Linked DNA regions of Mus musculus: all the other regions are linked to region 1. Evidence: chromatin contacts called from public HiChIP or PLAC-seq data. All regions are on one chromosome and are shown on one strand. Each heading gives the region's core, a stretch centred on a gene start, on an enhancer-like site or on the middle of the called end of the contact. The rest is flanking DNA. Distances are from core to core; before and after follow the strand shown. Region 1 overlaps Gm884 (predicted gene 884). Region 2 overlaps Arf2 (ADP-ribosylation factor 2). Region 3 overlaps Map3k14 (mitogen-activated protein kinase kinase kinase 14). Region 4 has its middle 11 kb from the start of Gm51919.

Region 1 (2,700 bases), core at 180-2,679:
AAAATGGGAAGTCTGATAGCTACTCTTCCATAGGGCTGATGTGAGTCTTAGTTAAATACATGGAATATTTATCTTAGTTCTTAGCATATATGAGTGCTAGGTGTTAATACTTTGAAATTTCTCAGTTTTGTCCAGAGCTCATTCTTGTTCTTAGCTTTCTATATTTTACATTCATTGTGTGCACTACTCAGGGCTAAGAAGTATGGGAGCTATATATGTATGAAGTTTTTCTCTGGAATGTGAATTACTAGACAAGGAAAGGGGGAATATTATGTTAAATCTTAACCTTTGTCCCAAAGTGTTTTTTTAAATAAAGTAAAAATAGGGATTACAGCATAAGTAAAGGCATAGCTACAAGAATAAGGATTTAGTGGAATCACTTACCAGCAAAGAGAAAGCAATGAGACATATTATGAAATACTTTGAATATCAACTCTAGTGGTTTGAAAGTCACAGTATGCTATAGAGAACCATAGAACATTTCCAAGAACTACTGAAAAACTATTAAATGGAGGGCAGAACCTTGCTATGTAGTATAGGTTGGTCCTGACTTCATGATCATCCCGCCTCAGCCCCTTAAATAACAAATATAGGCATGTGTCATAACACTCAGATATAGGATTATTTTAGCACCCATGTGTTGAGTGATCCAGGGGAAAAGCTTAATTCTCGATGACCATGTAGAAGGATCTAGCAAAATTTAGGAATAAAGTGAGGGAGAACTGAGCCACTGTGGCCATTTGGTAGTGGGAAGGAAACCCTGAATCTCCACAGAGTAGGAGAGGAGAGGATTTAGTGACTGATTAAAGAGTTGAGAACTGATGCTGCCTTTAGTCCCAGCACTCAGGAGGCAGAGGTGGTAGATCTCTGTGAGTTCAAGGTCAGTCTGGTCTACAGAGCGAGTTCCACACCAGTCAGGGCTTATAGGTGAGAGCTCATTTCAAAATAATAAAAAAAATGAGCCCACAGTTTGCCTTGATGAAGATGAGGAAGACAGTTTAACAGATGGACTCAGCAGTCAGGAATGAGAGCAGCATGGGGGTTGAGTTCAGTTGTAGGCATTTCCTTTATTGGTGAACATAAAATTAGCTTAGGTGAGAGGAGATGTTCACTATCAAGTGAAAAGATTTTTTTCTTCTCTAACATAAAAAAATATGTTCAAACTGAGCAAGAAAGTCTTCACTGAAGTAAGAACATACGAAGGGTAAATACTCAAAGTGAGTCAAAGAACAAAGAAACTGAACATAACTAAATTTAATAGCTTCTTTTAAGCATGTGGCACTCATGTATAGATTCTCATTTTTGAAATGTCATGGAAGCCTTTTTGGTGACATGTGCCTATAATCTTAGCACTAGGGAAAAATGAGAATCACAAGCTCAAGGCCAGCCTAGACTGTACTGGTAAGATACTTTCTCAGGATGACAAAAGGGCTAGGAATACAGCTTAGTGGTAGATTGCTTGACTAGCACACACAATGCCCTCCATCCCATTATTAGGGCTGGAAATGGGGTGGGGGGAGTGGGACACCTGGGTAGATCACTCAGTTGTTAACATGTCCAAATTGCAAGTATGGGGATTACAGTTCAGATCCTCAGAATCTCATGTAAATGACAGGTTAGTGTTGACAGTCTACCTTACAGCTTGAAAGCTAGATACTACCGGAACAATCTGGCTGACACATGTACTATATCGGCAAGAGTCTAGGTTTGATTGAGAGACCCTGTCTCAGTAAAGTAGAAGAGTGAGTGTGGATAACCATTAACGTCAAACTTGGGCTTCTGCATGCACACATGCAAAATGGAAACAAAACATACAAGGTTTATAAGATAATTTATACACTTCACTCCATAGACCTTGTCACTCTTCTTCTGTGCCCTACCATCCATAACATAAATCCCACTTGGATTTTGGGGTGCAAAATGCAATTTCATTTGTGTTTTTCACAGATGAGCTAAAACTCCTTTCACAGTGATTTTGTGTCTTTTCCTTACGTGGCACGTCTGAGAACTATTTCCACACCAGTACATTTCTTTCACTAGTTATAATTTTTTCATCTTTCTAACACCTACACAGGCTTCAACAGACAGCCCTTAAGCAAAGTTTTGGTATTACTAATATGGTTTCTTAGTAGTTAATAGTGATTAAAAATTTGCCTATTTTAATGACCATATTAAATTTTAAATCACATATATTTTTATGGGCTTAAAGAAGGAATTCATTTAGACACAGTAAAAATACTTAGTAATTAACTCTCCTTTTTAACCAAAAGGTGGGTCAGATTAGAAGTTGACCTTTTGAGGAAGTATCTCACCAGTAGTCAGGCGTTCTTAACTGTGCTTCCTCAGAGACTGATAGATTCAGGAATCATAAAGTTGGTGGCGTCCCTCATTCTGCATCGAGCACTTCCATGAAGGTGTTAGGATTTTTACTGATTCTGTTTATTCTTTTCCTATTATTCAATTATATCAACTGTTTCTCCACAGAAATTTCAAAGGAAATGATATTTCTTTCATTGACAAAAATGTATGGAAGGTATACCGTTGGACTGAGAAATTGTGAGTAGTGTGTGTGTGTGCATAGATATATTCTCTCCAAATATTATGCAAAATAGTGCACTAAGGCCTTTTTTTGGTCCAGATTTTGAGGTGACTATGTCTGAGGAAAGACATTTCCTCTGCGCAACCCAGTAAATTTCTGAT
Region 2 (2,740 bases), core at 131-2,630, 370 kb before region 1:
AGACTGCATCTCTGAGCTCATCTTCTGCTAGCATTCTGGTCAATTCTTCCCGGGCCTCATTGACCCGCTCTCGGTCATTACTGTCAACCACGAAAATCAGACCTGAAAAGAAATCCCAAGCATATTAGCACAAGGCCCTGGAGAGAGCAGCTCTTTATATATCCACACAGCTGCTCCCTGCTCACAGTGAGGCTGCACTGAGGCAAAAACAAGAAGATGGTGCAGGCTTATAACCCCAACACTCCAGAGGCTGAGGCAGAAGTATCACCTACAAGTTCAAAGTCAGGCTGAGCTATTAATACATTGTGAGACTCTGTTTCCTTTTTTTTTCCTTTTCTTTTTTCCCATCATTCTTTTTAGAAAGTCTATATAATCTCCAACCTAGGAAGCTTACTGTACACTCATCCCACCTATCTTGTTCAGAAGGATTACAGCCCTTCACCAGATTAACCAGAAAGAACAAAGAAAAGTTAGGATTAGTGATTAGTCACTACATTTCCATCTCAGAGGGGAAAGGGATTTTGGAAGAACACGGTGTATACAGTGACAGTGTTTAAGGATGATCCCTAAAACAGAGAGTGACCTGAAGGCTAGGAGTGGGTCTGCTGCCTTGGAAGTGGTCCCAGGAAAGCAGGTAGAAGGGCTTGAGGGAGGAAGCCTGAAGGAAAGACAGGCAACACAAAAATGAACAGTCAAGGTGGCAGCTCCCAGGCAAACAGTGCTGGATGCTACTGGACATTCCAAGTCATATGAAAGCTGTTTGTCCCCATGAGACAAAAAGGGAAATTGTTTGTCCTTCCATACATACCCAAGGCACCTGAAAGTTATAAAACCCTCAACATTTTTAGGTCACATTTGTGAGGATGTCAAGAGTCTATGGACACCCACAGTAAAGACTTTGGTTGTCCTTTTGTCAACAGAACTTTCAATGGGAGGGGAGTCTTTGATGGTGGGGAGCCCACCAGCTAGTTTATACTAATAAGACTGCCTCTGGGGAAGGAGGGAGGCTGGGGTTTAACTCACATGGTCAAACAATTCACTCCATGTGCCTCTATAATGAAGTCCCAATAAAACAATGCTTCGAGGAGCTCACACAGGCCTCCCTGGGGGCAGCACTGTTCACTATCTCACATTCATGTGCTAGCAGAAAAGGGTTGCTCCCTGAATTCTGGAACAGTGGACAATAGAAGCTGTGGCTGGCAGGCACCCTCTAGGGTCTTTCCTGTTCACTGCTGCATGTATGTCCTTTGCTGTAATAAAACTGTGATTTCAAGTAGAGTCTATCCTGAGTCTGTGCTTCATCCTCACAAGCTAGTAAACCAGCTAGTGGAGTGAAAGCTGCCGAATTATAACCACCCAGCAGGAAGTAAGGGTGGCTGGGGGACCCCACCCCGCTATAGCTGAGGACAAAAGTCATTGTGTCCTTCAAAATAAGAGTCTAAACTGTGCAAGGCAGCCCAGCTCAGAGTAGTGGGTGTCAGCCTTGCAGCTTCCACTGTATCAGCAGAGAAATCTCAGGAGGTCAAAAAGCCAGAGCAGGCTGAAGGAAGCACCACATTACAACTAAAGGAAGGGCTAAAACCTGTATAGACTTGCCTTATTGGTGGAGGAAGCAGTAAAGCAGGAAGAATCTACAGGGGTGGGCAGCGACTCAGTCAGTATTCCACAATGACAATAACAATAACAAGTTGATGTTTGGGTAAAAGCAAGGCCTTTGAGACAAAAATGTGACCCAGTTATCCAAAGAACTTCCTGGATCCTAGGTTGAACAACCAGTAGTGACAGCTACTCTATTTCTGGGATGTGAATGGAAACAAGCAGATTCTTCTGGACCTCAATCGGATCGTGGTGGGAATACTACAGGGCTGGACCCTAACACTCTTAAATTGTAGGCACTCTGGAGGTCTCAAAGTGTCAGCAGATTATCAGACGCCAGGTCAAGTGATTCAAATGGGGAAACTGCCTGGAAGAAAACACTTGGTCAGAGACTGATGGGTCTCTGCAGATATTAGAAGGGCCATCGACGGGGTCAAGGTACCTTCAAGAGCTCCATGAGGAAACAAGGCAGCAGAAAAACCCCACAGGAAGTCCACAGGACAGGACAGAGGCAGAGGGACTGAAGATACAGTAAGCTGCTGAGAGAACTGCGCTTGTGCCCAGCTCAGGGCACTTTTCATGGGGAGACTGCAGGAGGAGAGACTCTAGTAGAGAAGGAAGTAGGGTCAGATGACAGAGATTTCACAACTGTCCAAGGGAGAAAACTGGGCCTAGTCCTCTGCCCGTGCCTCTGTGTGTCCCAGGCCCTCCAGGCAGTCTACCCAGCAGACAAGAGCTCTCAAGGCTTCTGACATGCTTAGAATTTTCATGTAAGTCAAGGCTGTGTCTGATATATCACATCAGATTAAAAAGGGAAAATTCAAGTCCCTACCCACACAGGATTGGTATGCTACCTGAAGTTCTGGATTCCAATTCTGACTAAGTAGACCACTGATGTGGAAATTCAAGCAGAGCCTTAGCTGCCAATGCGAAACCCACAGAGCACAAGTGACTGTTCTCACTTTGCTAACACACGAAAAACGCCATGTCCTCTACTGTATACTCCCAAAAAGGTGACGCTGTTCGTGTGAATGAGACCCAAGCGGCCATGGGTGGGGTCCTCTGAGATCAAGAGCCAAACCAGGTGCTTTAAAATAGAGTATTTTAAATAAAATATTTTTCCTTAAGAATAAAATAGGGGGCT
Region 3 (2,700 bases), core at 11-2,510, 380 kb after region 1:
TGGCTGTCCTGGAACTCACTCTGTAGACCAGGCTGGCCTCGAACTCAGAAATCCTCCTGTCTCTGCCTCCCGAGTGCTGGGATTAAAGGCGTGCCCACCTCCAATGCTATGGTCCTTTAATACAGTTCCTCATGTGGTGACCACCCCCAACCATAAAATTATTTTCATCATTGTTTCCTAACTGTAATTTGATATTATGAATCATAATAAATTGACCCCTGTAAAAGGGTCACTCAGCCCTCAGGTTGGGACCCACAGGTTGAGAACCACTGGTGCAGCGACTCCTCACAGAGTCAGGCATCGCAGCACATCCTTATTATCCCAGCACTTGCTACGCTGAGGCGGACTGGAAGTTCAAAGCCAACCTAAGATACATGATGGGGCCTGTAGCAGGTACAGGGTAGGCAGGGTTCACAAGACCTCGTGGCCTAGAGATTTTCCCCCAGAGAGCTGGGGTACAGAATGTGTTTGCAGATTGAGGGTGGAGAGAATTCCAGGAGTCTGGAAAGAAAGAAATGTTTCTGTGTGACTGTTTTTCATGCAGTCAGCACTGTGGCCCTGATACCTGACACCAGGGGACTATACATGGGTTATGCTCATTTCCCAAGGGCTGGTCCCACTGGGCCTGGGCACCACCACTGAGAGCATTGTTAGCTTCTATGCATAGAATTCCAAGGGTTCCCCAGCCCGCACCCCTCACCCTGACACAGGGGCCTCTGGGTCTTTCAGGTACGACTCGAGGTGTTTCGGGTAGAGGAACTAGTGGCCTGTGCTGGTCTGAGCTCGCCCAGAATCGTCCCTCTCTATGGAGCTGTGAGAGAAGGCCCGTGGGTGAACATCTTCATGGAACTGCTAGAAGGTGAGGAGACAGGTCCCGTCTTTATCCCTCTCAAGGTTCAAGGCCAAGAGGTAACCCCCACTTAGACCCTTGCCTCTCAGGCCACGTCGGACCTCTTAGCCCTGCTCCCTTACCTCACCTGCCCTTCGCTCTTGCCCTCGGCCTGCGTGTAGGCCTGGGAAAGCCCCACTAAGACTGACTGTTCTTTCCCTAGGTGGCTCGCTGGGTCAGCTCATAAAGCAAATGGGCTGTCTGCCAGAAGACCGAGCCCTTTACTACCTGGGCCAGGCCCTGGAGGGGCTGGAGTACCTCCACACACGCAGGATTCTGCATGGCGATGTCAAAGGTAAGGCCCTAGTCACCATGTCCTGATCCCAGCAGGCGCCCCCTCAGCTGTGGCCTGCCTGCTTGTCTTCACGGTAGACGCCTGAGTCAGCTGACAGGGCCGTGCCTCGTGGGTCGGGGTGATCTCTCTAGGCCCTGCGTCTAGCACTGTGAGTCTCCTGCGCTGGTGCTCACAGAAAACTGAAGGCTAAACTCCTGCCAACTGACGACCTCTGGGAGAGGGTGGGGCGGCAGAGAGAGCACTCTGGGAAAGTGGTGTTCTAAGAGATGCTGCTCCAGATGCTGCCTGCTGTCTGCCTCCAGCCTCAGCTAGCCACCACCAAAACACGCGCATGTGCGCGCGCGCGCACACACACACACACACACACAAACACACACACACACACACACAAACACACACACGCTCGCACACATGCTCGCGCACACACACTGCTCTCCCTAACAAGACCAATGAGAAACAGCAGTGTAGGACCAGCCAGAAAGTTGTCTGACTAGAAGCCAGGTCAAGTCAAGCCAGGCGAGGGTGGGCTGGGGCCTGGAGCCCGGTGTGGCTGACCTGTTCCCCCTCTTGCTCTTTGCCCCGGGGCTGCCTGCAGCTGACAACGTGCTCCTGTCCAGTGATGGAAGCCGAGCGGCCCTCTGCGACTTTGGCCACGCCTTGTGCCTGCAACCTGACGGCCTAGGGAAATCCTTGCTCACAGGTAACGCCTCATTCTCTACCTCACAATCATAGTACCGGTAGCTGTCACTCAGCGTTAGCCTCCCACCACGGTGCTTTCCATGTGGGGTAAATGCTGTGGCCACTCTCCGTCCCCAGGTAGAACTAATCATCCTCACAGCCACCATTACAGGGTCATTACAGGGTCATTACAGGGTGCTCGCTGTGCACAGACACAGCAACAGGTGCCAGCCAGGTGCCCCATGACCATGTGACCTTACACAGCAAGGCCCAAAAGGCCAAAGGTCCTGCAGTAGGTCCAGGCCTTGTAGTAGTACTGGCTGACCTAGAATTCCATATATAGACCAGGCTGTCCTCAAATTCATGTAGATCGGCCGGCCTCTGCCTCCTGAGTGCTAGGGTTTAAAAGTATACTATCTCCAGCTAAAATTCATTATTTTTTTACTTCCTTGTTTTTTTTATGCACTTTGTTGTTATTTAAAAAACAAAAATTATTTATTATGTATATAGTATTCTGCCTGCATGTATGACTGAAGGCCAGAAGAGGGCACCAGATTCCATTACAAATGGTTGTGAGCCATCATGTGGTTGCTGGGAATTGGATTCAGGCCCTCTGGAAGAGCAGCCAGTGCTCTTAGCCTGTGAACCACTCTCAGCCATTTGTTGTTCATTCTTTTTTTTTTCTTTTTCTTTTTGTATGAGACATGGTCTAACTGTGTGGTACAGGCTGGCTTCAGAGACACAATCCTCCTGCTTCAGTGTTAGTATTAAGGCTGGTGTTCTGATCCCTTCTTCATTTTGTCTATTAAACGACTAGGACATGTCCAAGCACGTGCAC
Region 4 (2,700 bases), core at 7-2,506, 450 kb after region 1:
CTCCGGCCTCCTCCTCAGAAGTCTTAGAATATATTTAATACACAGATAAAAGAGAACAAATAGGGCAAAATTTTAACGAAATCATTTTTTAAAACTTTTCTATAATCTTCCATATCCTAATAGCCACCCAAGTATGAGTTCAGATCACAACACTCACTACAAAAATAAAAAATAAAAAATAAAAAAACAGTATTCGTAGTGTCCGCCTGTAATCCAGAGTTGGAGAGGAGGAGAAGCCGGATCTCTGAGGCTGATCATCTAGCCAGTGCAGCCAATCAGTGAGCTCTAGATTCAGGGAAAGAAAATTCAAGTAAGGGCCTTAGGAAGTAAGGGTGCCTGCTGCCAAGCCTGCCGACTTGAGTTTAATCCCTGGGACCCACATGGTGGAAAGAGAGAACAGCACACATGCACACACACATACACACACAAACACACACACACACACACACACACACACAATATATATATATATATATATACATATATATATATATACACACATATATATACATATATACACACATATACATATACACACATATACATACACACACACATATATATACATATATACACACATACATATACACATAAATATACATATATACACACATATACATATACACACATATATATACACACATACACACACATATACATATATACACACATACATATATACACACATATACATATACACACATATACATATATACATACACACACACACACATATATATATATATATATATATTTTTTTTTTTTTTTTTAAGTACTCCAGTGGTGATGCCGGTGGTGATGGTGGTAGCTGTGCATACCTTCAACCTCAGCACTCAGAGAGCAGAGGCAGGAGGGTCTCTTCGGTTCAAAACCAGCCTGGTCTAAGAGCAAATTCCATGACATCCAGGGCTCACAGAGAAACTGTGCCTTTCGGGGAGGGGGGTGGCAATTAAGGTGAAAGAGCCTGGAAGGTGGCTCAGCAAGTGTGAAGCCTGGTAGGTGAGAAGAGACTCCTAAATGTTGTACACACACACACGCTTTGCCACACACAAAAATTATCCAAGTAGCATAGGTCTGGAATCCCAGCAGAACAGCTCCAAGTCTCAGGTTTACCCGAGCTGTGGAGCAAATTCAAGCCACTCGTGAGACCCATCTCAAAAGTAAAAATACAGCTAGCCTGACATGGTGAAGCAGGCCTTGTGAACTGAAGCCAGCCTGGTCTACAATGTGAGCTCCAGGACAGTCAGGCTAAAGAGACTGCACAGCGGTACTGTGCTTGCTAGCATGCGCGAAGTCCTGAGTTCAATCCACTCTAGCCTCAAAGTCTGCAGGCAAAAAAAAAAAAAAAAAAAAAAAAAAAAAAAAAAAAAAAAAAGCAAAACAGCTATCCAAACCAGGAATCTCCCAAAGTTAGAGATGTTATTGTTTATTTCGCTTCCAGAGCTGGCCGAGAACCAGCAGTGTCCCGGGAGCACGCGGTAGAATGAGGGGCACAGGTGGCCGGAAAGGCAGAGTCCTCTCGCTTCAGAGCATTCCTGCCTGCCGACATTTTCTGATCTGACAGCTGGAGTGGCCAAGGACCCAGGCCAGGACTCACCGACAGGGTCCCCGGGCTGTGCGGACCCGGACGGCAGGTGGCGCTGTTGAGTCAACACTGGCAGAACCTGACTGAGCGCCATGGGAACCTGGAGCGGGTCAGCCATTGGATTTTCTTCCAGAACCCAGGGCCCAGGAGCTGTGTGTAGCCTCGCTGACACTCCCCGGACCCGGCCTCCAGCTCTCAGGCTGCCAGCCTTTCCTATGACTTCCCTCCCTACAGCCGATGCCCCAAGGCCACCAACCCCTCACAGGATGCCAAGTGGAGGACAGAGGAGGAGGCATGGGCAGGCTTCATTCAATTCCTGGCTCTAGAGTCTAAGTAGCAAATTAATCTTCCCCTTCCCTCCGCCCTGTCCTCCCTCCTCCCTTTCCTCCTCCTGGGCAGCTCTATCTAAGTCGTTCAAAACAAACATGTTTTCAGCCCATCCCACGCTTGCCCTGCTGGGACCTATTCAGAAACGCTAAGTCCTGGACTCCAGTTCCTTCTGTGGGATCCAGGGGGCAGGGTAGACATGGGAAAGGGCTGACAGCAGGTCTAGGTGCTGGGGTGGAGGAGGGGCAGGCAATACAGTCTTCCTGCAGTCTCCGAAGCAGGGACTTTCAGCTCTCTACTGGCCTACCCACGTTCAGCTCTCTGCTGGCCTTCCACAACTTTTCTGAGTTCCCTTCGGGAGATTTACCCGATGCACCGATGCACGCAAGGCTGACAGAGCTTGTCTGGGACCACCAAAGGTGCCAATATCTATGGTGACTTGTGCAAAGGTCCAGGTCTACCAGTGCTTTTTAGTAACATTTCCCAACATCGCGGGACTCCTCGTTCTTCTTTGGGATCAGCAGTTTACCTGGGATAAAATTCCCTTACTGAATTTGTCTCACCAGACCCATCCAGTGTTCTTCTTCCTGGGGCCTTACTTCTACCGGGACTGGGGGACAGGGAGGCCAAGACCCTGTAATAGGCTCACAGTGTGTTCTTTTTCAAATGTATCTTATTTATTTATTTATTTATTTATTTATTTATTTTAGGTTTTTCAAGATAGGTTTTCTCTGTGTAGCCTTGGCTGTCTTGGAACAGACCAGGCTGGCCTTGAGCTCAGAAATCTA

What was found. HiChIP or PLAC-seq counts read pairs in DNA pulled down with a chosen protein or histone mark.
Region 2: a contact with region 1 is called in an H3K27ac HiChIP or PLAC-seq map of embryonic stem cells, with 2.4 times the contacts expected there. The contact joins two enhancer-like sites. A contact is called at or near these places in 1 of 115 datasets of contacts at active chromatin or transcription factors (embryonic stem cells) and 1 of 9 other capture datasets (adipose tissue).
Region 3: an H3K27ac HiChIP or PLAC-seq map of embryonic stem cells shows a contact between it and region 1, with 3 times the contacts expected there. The contact joins two enhancer-like sites. A contact is called at or near these places in 1 of 39 promoter capture datasets (liver) and 1 of 115 datasets of contacts at active chromatin or transcription factors (embryonic stem cells).
Region 4: an H3K27ac HiChIP or PLAC-seq map of embryonic stem cells shows a contact between it and region 1, with 2.6 times the contacts expected there. The contact joins two enhancer-like sites. A contact is called at or near these places in 2 of 39 promoter capture datasets (both in liver), 1 of 115 datasets of contacts at active chromatin or transcription factors (embryonic stem cells) and 1 of 9 other capture datasets (pancreatic islet).

What each region holds. Positions count from the first base shown.
Region 1 is chr11:103,609,775-103,612,474 of GRCm38.p6, reverse strand. Gm884 (predicted gene 884) reads left to right here. Exons shown (of 14, transcript NM_001033434.2): 2 at 2,485-2,556. Among named protein-coding and RNA genes, the nearest start is that of Gm884, 3.6 kb to the left of the region's middle. Within about 2 kb of position 1,429, at least 3 of the 459 cell types and tissues checked have an H3K27ac peak or open chromatin away from gene starts, as enhancers often do. A contact at or near this core is called in embryonic stem cells, where this site is marked.
Region 2 is chr11:103,979,056-103,981,795 of GRCm38.p6, reverse strand. Arf2 (ADP-ribosylation factor 2) reads right to left here. Exons shown (of 5, transcript NM_001304574.1): 4 at 1-102. Among named protein-coding and RNA genes, the nearest start is that of Arf2, 14 kb to the right of the region's middle. Within about 2 kb of position 1,380, at least 55 of the 459 cell types and tissues checked have an H3K27ac peak or open chromatin away from gene starts, as enhancers often do. A contact at or near this core is called in embryonic stem cells, where this site is marked.
Region 3 is chr11:103,229,516-103,232,215 of GRCm38.p6, reverse strand. It overlaps Map3k14 (mitogen-activated protein kinase kinase kinase 14), which reads left to right. Exons shown (of 16, transcript NM_016896.3): 7 at 730-859; 8 at 1,053-1,184; 9 at 1,780-1,884. The region is part of intron 2 of Gm34823 (a long non-coding RNA gene); the gene reads right to left. Among named protein-coding and RNA genes, the nearest start is that of Gm34823, 12 kb to the right of the region's middle. Within about 2 kb of position 1,260, at least 10 of the 459 cell types and tissues checked have an H3K27ac peak or open chromatin away from gene starts, as enhancers often do. A contact at or near this core is called in embryonic stem cells, where this site is marked.
Region 4 is chr11:103,158,122-103,160,821 of GRCm38.p6, reverse strand. No RefSeq gene overlaps it. Among named protein-coding and RNA genes, the nearest start is that of Gm51919, 11 kb to the left of the region's middle. Within about 2 kb of position 1,256, at least 160 of the 459 cell types and tissues checked have an H3K27ac peak or open chromatin away from gene starts, as enhancers often do. A contact at or near this core is called in embryonic stem cells, where this site is marked.